Linked DNA regions of Anas platyrhynchos: region 2 is linked to region 1. The links are chromatin contacts, called in public Hi-C maps. All regions are on one chromosome and are shown on one strand. Each heading gives the region's core, a stretch centred on a gene start, on an enhancer-like site or on the middle of the called end of the contact. The rest is flanking DNA. Distances are from core to core; before and after follow the strand shown. Region 1 holds the start of RFTN1 (raftlin, lipid raft linker 1). Region 2 overlaps OXNAD1 (oxidoreductase NAD binding domain containing 1).

Region 1 (3,731 bases), core at 1,010-3,509:
AACTAAACAGAAGCAGAACTCAAATCAGGAGGAGTAATTTGTCTCAAACCAAGAGCTCTGAAAGAACTGTCGTAATGAAACGCAGATTCAATTGCTAGAATTAAAAACAAACAATTGCACCAGCTATGGTACCATCTCCCCCAGAGACGAGAGAATGTAGTGCCTGCATGAAAGCAGAAGGAAAACATCATTTGGTCACTTTGGCCCGTTGCTAGTCTAGCCTCAGGAGCTTGCTATGCTTTGGGAAACTTTAAGAAGGAAACAAAATGATCTATGGGTAAGTACCATATGGGTTCAACAAAGCTAGAACTGGTAAGTGTCATTCTCAAGTAAGGAAGAAAGCACAGTCCCAGTGCGTGGCATGTCAAATAATATGCCACAGTGGTAATGGGACTTTAACAAAATATTATGAGGCACTATTGGTTTTTCCATGGTGTTCACAAGGCTGACCGCGGGTACAACTCTGCTGCCCCGAAGAACGCCCACCACTTTCCTTCTTCTCACTTCCCCTGGGCCTGCAGGTACCTGGGCCACCTCCGCAGGCTCCCTGCCCACTGCCGCCAGCTCTGTCTCGAGAATCAACGCTGCTCTGTACGTGGGAGGGAGAAGAGCAAAGAGGTAACTGGCAGAGGTGTAAGACAAGTGCTGTGCTGGCCTCGGAGAGCAATCCGAGAACGGTGGGTTCGTGGGAGAACCTTGCTCCTAACCCTACCCACACCACCTGATGACGTTACCCAAAAGATTTAATATTCGGTCGTATCACGACGCAGTGATATCGCGATGCTTTCTTTCAGTACAGCAAAAGATTCAGATGGTTCCTCTCACTTCTACAAAATACTTGTAGGTGGGGTGTTTCTGGTAAAGATAAAGAAGCGTTAACATCACTGGACGAAGCACTGGGAACGTTTCTTCTGCAATGCCGCGGCTGCAAACTTTCGAGCTGCCTTCAGGTGAAGACGGAAGGCTGCTGGGATGCTAAGAAGGACTAGGAAACTACTCTGGAAAACTTACGAGGAAACCGAAGCAGCTAACATCTATTGCCTAGAAAATTAAAGACTGAATGGGCCTGACAGGAGCACGCACAGGAATGTTAGGTACGAATCCAACCCTCCTTTGAAGCGAATCCCACAACACCCTGAACCCATGGAAATCAGGCAGTTAAAACAGATGCGTCCTGCACAGCAGCTTCAAGGACAGCGAGTAAAATCATGGCAAGACACAGACCTGACAGTCCCACGCTTACTGCCTCGGGCTAGTTTGCCACAGAGTATGACCCCAGCAAACTGATTTGGGGTAAAGGCAAAGCGGAGTGTGGAGCCAGCTGGGAAGTTGTGGGATCCCTGATGAAGCTGGGGGAAGAAATAAGGGAAGTATGATTTCTTTTTACATATATATATATATTTTAAATACATACGTCACCAATTTTGGTTTTTACGCTCCAGCAGGCCGTGGCTCCTGCTTTGGGGCTTTTCCACCCGCGGTCACTCGGCCACCACGACCTGGCAGCGACGCGGTGCCCGCGGGGATTTAACCCCGGCCGCTCGCAGGCTGGGGGAATGCCAGCGCTGGAGTGGTGGAAAGCCCCTTGCCTCGTGTAACTGGCTTGAGGTTAAGTTAAATTCCTAAAAGAAGCGTTCAACCCGCGACTATCTTTCTTTCCTTAGGGAAAAAAAAAAAAAAAAACACACAGAAATTAAACACACAAATGTGACCGCTGCTATTGCGAAAAGGAGCAGCGCTGCCAGTAACTTTTCCCTTCCACACCAGAAGCTGAAAGGAATGGGTTCCTTAAAAATAAACCCTAAAAGCACAGGGACAAAAAGGTTTCCCGTGGATTTGGGGACGGGTCGCGTCCCGGCAGCGCCCTGTGCCGCTAACTCCGGGAGCACAACTCGCTCCCTCACAGCCCGGCCAGGTGAGCCCAGCCCCGGGCGGGCAGCAGGCACCCCCCACCTGCCCCCACACCCCTCCGGGGCAGCCCCACAGCCCCCACAAGCCGCCCCTAACCCTGCTTTGGGGCAGCACACGGCCGAGCCCGACCCCCCCGGGGCGCTGAGGCGGCGGGCAGGGACCGTCCCCCCCCCCCCCCCCCGGCCAAGTTTCCCCTTCCCCTGCGCTCCCCGGTACCTGGGACGGGCGGCGGGCGAGGAGCAGCCCGGCGGTGCTGAAGGATGCCCGGCGGGCGGGGACGGCCGGCCCCGCTGACAGCGCTTCCTCCTCCTCCTCCTCCTCCTCCTCCTGCCCGTGCCCGCCCGCCCTGCTCCGGGGCCGCTCCCCCCTCGGCGCCGCCACAGGGAGGTGCCGGGGCAGCGCCGCTCCGCCCGCCGGCCCCGCTGCCGGCCGCCAAGTTTGCCCGGCCCGGGCACGCGGCTCCGTCCCGCTCCGTCCCGCTCCCAAAACCGGGGTCCGGCCCGGGGCCGCGGCCACTTCCTCTTCCTCCGAGCCCCGCCGGGGCCGGGGCAGGGGCAGCGGCGCCTCCCGGCCCGGCCCGGCGGTGGCGGGGCTCCGCCGTGCGGCCGGGGCTGCGGGCATGAGGCAGCGCCCGCCTGAGGCAGCGCCCGCCTGAGGCAGAGCTCCCCCTTCACACACCCCCCCCAGGCCCTCCCTTCCCCGCTGTGGCGCTGTCTGTCCGTCTGTCTGTCCCGTTTCAACACGTTCCTGGTCCCCGAGCCCGGCCAGGCGCCACAGGGCAGCAGCCCAGCCCTAAGGCTTGCCAGCTGCTGCCCGCTCCTCAGGGAGTAGCGGCACATCTCGTCGCCTCCTCCAGGTCCTCATGCCACATGGCAACTGCCACCAGCTTTTTACACATCTGGGTGTCCACCCACCCAAACTACAGCCACCTAAGCAGTACTGTCACCTTCCCAAAACTGCCATGGCACCCACCACCCTGGCCCTGGTCTGCAATCCAGCCCCTCTATGACAGAAAGCACACAGTTGGCACGCTGTAAGATGCTTCCAGACACATGGAAGCAAAGGTTGTTCCAATAGACTTGATTTTTCCAGGGATTGAAGGTCTTCCTGGTTCCCCAAATTGTCTTTCTTGCCTCTTTGTTGGAAATGTGTGTTTTGCAGATCCTCTTCAGAAGAAAAGAGAGCAGCTGCTCTCAGCCATCAGCCTGATCTTCCCAGCACACTCAGACACTGCCCAGCTGGTCTCAAGGCTGTATAGGTCAAAGGCTCTGCTGAAATCTGGCTTGACCTCCATCCAGCAAGGGTAGTTCTCTTCCTTGAAACTCACCTCTAAGCACACAGGCCAGCAAAGCTGAGGCAAAGGCAGCTTCAAGCTCATCAGCCTTACTTGTGCTCACATCCTGCAACAGGTCTGTATGTACAGCCTTTTACAGCTAACAGCTGTTGAGAGCAACAGGAGATGCCATAAGCCCTTGTGTGTCAACACTATTCCTATATCCCATGGCACCATTTCAAATAATCCTTCTTTGTAGCCTGTTCTTATTTCTACCGTGATAGTTTTTGTAATGAAGGCCAGTCACATAAAGCTGGTTCAGCCAAGCTCGTCTTCCAGTTCAGCTCCTTGTTTTCCTGACAACGTGGATGTGCCATGCTTGCATATGGAAAAGGTTCTCTTAAAAATCCGCCAGCTTTCCAATGCTCCTTCACCTTTCAGGATGCCATGTGAGGCAGCTCCACCAGTTCCACAAATAACCCAAAGATTGCTCTCCAAAGTCCAGGGACTTGCTTGTCCTTCTCCCTTCAGGATCCTGAGCTTCACT
Region 2 (3,668 bases), core at 529-3,028, 99 kb before region 1:
GGTTCCGGTTCAGTAGTGTTATGACAGCAGAGCTGTATTAGAGCTTCTGGAACAGAAGAGAACACAATGATATGTTGCAATGCTTAAAATAGATCTTTCCCTTCATTTTTCATGTCCCTCCAGAGCACTTATAAGAAAATTCTTTATATCTGTGCAGAGGGAATAGGATCACTAGAGTCTTTATGTTGTTGTGAGATACATCTATATAAATTGCCACAAGGAATTCCTAGGGTTTTGCTGGTGCTTTGGAGGATCTGTTTCCTGTAGCAGTGTACATTCTGTGTGGTCCTTCAGCCTAGTGTGACTGGTTTATACTGGTTAGTACTGGTTTGGGATGTGCTTTGGTTTCACAGCTATATGCGCTGCTTTTGAAAATCTCATTCTTTAAAATGGTGGAAGCAGTCAATCTTAGAATAGAACTGCGAAGGACAGCATATTAACTTTGCTACTTCAGGATGCCGTTCAGCTGGGGTTTCTTCATTTCATTAGGGCTGAATGTGATCCTTATTTCTTTATTGTGGCTGGGACGCTGGGATAGGTGTTTTCCCTTAGGTCTGTATGGCTCAGCTGTCTGCTTCACTGGCTTACCAGGCTGCAAAGATCCTGCTGAGCTGTTCAAATTCTCCTTCACTCTGTTAAAGCGAGCCTGTCCCTTGCCTCAGGATAGCACAGGAAAGTATTTTGGTGTTTTATGCCACACGTGTGTGATACCTGCCACTACCTGAATTTACGGAGTAGTAGATTTACAAGTAGGTGCTGTGAATGACTGCAGGATTATTTCAGCAGGTTAAGTCCTGCCTTAAAATGGGTTTGGCATGCCGTCTGGCTAGGTCTCAGGACTCCGACTCCCCAGGACAGGATTTGTTCCAGAAGTGCTATCAAATTGTGCATGGTTCCATATGAAGGGGACAGAAGTTTAGAGTTGGACTCAGAACAGTGCAGGCAGGCCAGTATTAGAGGTACTTGTGCAGCAGTGTACAGCACTGCCTTACGTGCTGCTCTGTATTCCATGTCTTTATAGGGAATCAGAAACAGGTTTGCTGGGGAATTAAAAAATGTCTGCCTTTTTTTTTTTTTTTTTTTTTGCTAAGCAGTCCATGGCAGTCTGTTCTTAGTAAGGAAACACATAGCAAAATGAGCTAACTTACCTATTCACAGAAAATAAACTATTTCCACTGTCAATTCCAGCAATGAAAATCCCAGTTGGTATAGAATCTAGACAGTAAACTAGTCTTAGTTTCAGAACTAAGTATAGCATCTGACTGACAGGGGTTTTTTGTTTGTACGTTTCTGTTGGTTTGGTTTGGTTATTGAACCAAAGCCACTAGATTTGTGGTGCTAACTACCACAGCTGTGAATTACTGAACTCAAAATCAGAGATTCTACTCTGGTAAAAATAGTGTTAGCATTACACTGTAGTTGGTTTTACTTGGGGAAGAAGAAATAGTAAAGAACCTAGTAATTTTACCAGATAAAGCAGCTGAGACTTAAAAAAAATTCTAAGGGATGATAAACACTTGCTGTATGGTGGTTTTCTTTTGTTTGTTTTAAATGGAAAACCCACATGGGAAGTGTAGGAAACCTGGAAAGCACATACCTGGTTGTTAGATTCAAATCTTAGAAATTACAACCTGTTGTAAAAAAGGAGAAAAGCTCTAATAACATAGCTGGTAGTATATCCAGATTCCATGTTCAGAAACTCTGTGTACGTGTGCAGATCAGTCCTTTGAAGTGGAGCCCACTGAGTCCTCAGTGCTGAAAAGCAAGAGTCCTGGTCCTGGCTAATAATCACTGGGACGGTATGCATACATCTGCTTTGATTTAATGGCCTGTGGTATAAGCAAGTGTGTTTAACATTACAGAAAAATATTCTTGGTTTGATGAATGCATTTCCTGGAAAGATCATGTGTCGTTTCCACGTTACCCAGCAGAGCTCACAGATCTGCGAAGAGCTTCAGCCACACGTCACAGGTAAGCACCGTGGCACCGCACAGCACCCCTTCCTCCGCGCCCAAGTCTGATTGCCTCCTTGGAGATGAAGTTTAACATAACTAGTAGCAGCGTATGTTTACATACATAATTTAGTATTTTTAAAGTTAAAGATTTAAAATGAGATGCGAGTTAAACCCAAGTAATTTCAGTGTACATATTATGCTTCGGAGAAAAATTATACTTTTGCAGTATTTGTTTGCTTTTCTACTGAACCACCTCTGTTGAATCTAAACTTCATACTGGTATTTCCCACTGAAAATTTATTCCAGAAACTAGTATTTACTTTGCTTAAGGCAGGACTGATGAAGGATAAGATGACTGTTTGCAAGAGGTACTTCATCATGTTTCCATTTCTGTTGTATTTGTCTTAGAGATACTTATCTGTTTTTTTTTTCATCTTAATATGGGATTTTTAGTTGCATGTAAGCCATGTTTCTGTTCAGTGACTAATATCCCATGCATTCCAAGCTGGAAGTACTGATCTAGATTCCCAGAAGCACAAATGGGTTTGGAGGCCTCAAAACTTGATACCTATTACCCTTAACTGGGCCTGACATTTTTAAGAAATGAGCGGTTAAAATGCCCCTAACCATCATTCTTTTTGATATTACTACATAAGTAAATATCTCTGTTCTCATTTCCTACTTTTTTTTTTTTCATCAGAGGGAAGAATATCTGAAAAGGATCTAGAAAAACATGTATCTAAGGATACTTTATGGTACATCTGTGGTCCGCCTCCAATGATAGAATCTATATCCAAACTACTGTCCAACATTGGTGTTCCTACAAACTGTGTTTTCTTTGAGAAATGGTGGTAGTGAACAGAAAATAATTTGTTTTCAGTGTTTTTTGATGTAGTAAAATGTACAGAAAACGGACTTTGAATTACTTGGGAGATTTTACTTCATAAATGAAGCTGTCTTCAATCATGATGGTGTTCTTTTAATTTAACAAAAATACCACTGTAATACAGTGCTGCTGCTTTTGGGGAGAAAAAAAAAGTGATTTTATATTAAAGACATTAACTGTTCTGGTTTGTGGATGATTTGTTTATTTCTTATGGTAGCAGCAAATTCTGACTCTATGCACTTGTTTTACTAGTGACATTTTAAAAGACTCTCAGTGTCCAATTCCGTAATTGTAGAGAACTGATTGTGCAGCAGTGCCCAATCAGTTTATAATAAATAATAATTTAGGCCATGACTTCTGAAGCACTGCTGAACTGTTGTGCTGCTCAGTGAACACACTCCCTTCCACAGTTCTAGATATTAAAGTAATGGCTTTATAGAAGCAGAGGTACTGCACTGTGACTTCCTACACCTGGCCATTCTTGTTTAAAAATAAACAAACCCTTTCATGTGGTTTACTTAGGTCACTGTCAACTGTGTTGACAGTAGGAGACATTTTCTTCATAATTGTATTCAGACCTGCATTAAAAATACTGGTGGGTGAAAAATCTGTGAGCCCCGACAGAGCTGCACAGAGCTCTTCCTGTGAACCTGCATCCCTTTGCTGGTGCTGAGGCCACCCAGCTGGTGCTTGCAAGCGCCGTGTCCTCAAAAGCAGCAAAGATCAGCAACAGCTGAGGCAGGAAATCTCCTTAATCCTGCTTCAGTGTAGAGTTTTAGAAGGTTCCAGGACATTCCCATTTTGGTTGGGTGAAAAAAAGTCTCTAG

The links. A called contact is a pair of places that touch in the nucleus more often than the background predicts.
Region 2: a Hi-C map of skeletal muscle shows a contact between it and region 1, with 2.5 times the contacts expected there. The contact joins the enhancer-like site here to the promoter of RFTN1 in region 1. A contact is called at or near these places in 5 of 8 Hi-C or Micro-C datasets (F1 follicle, liver, skeletal muscle and 1 more).

The regions. Positions count from the first base shown.
Region 1 is chr2:122,644,852-122,648,582 of IASCAAS_PekinDuck_T2T, reverse strand. RFTN1 (raftlin, lipid raft linker 1) reads right to left here and starts at 2,259. Exons shown (of 10, transcript XM_027451013.3): 1 at 2,128-2,259.
Region 2 is chr2:122,743,446-122,747,113 of IASCAAS_PekinDuck_T2T, reverse strand. It overlaps OXNAD1 (oxidoreductase NAD binding domain containing 1), which reads left to right. Exons shown (of 10, transcript XM_027451018.3): 9 at 1,863-1,971; 10 at 2,656-3,022. The coding sequence ends at 2,810. Among named protein-coding and RNA genes, the nearest start is that of DPH3, 15 kb to the left of the region's middle. Within about 2 kb of position 1,778, at least 2 of the 8 cell types and tissues checked have an H3K27ac peak or open chromatin away from gene starts, as enhancers often do.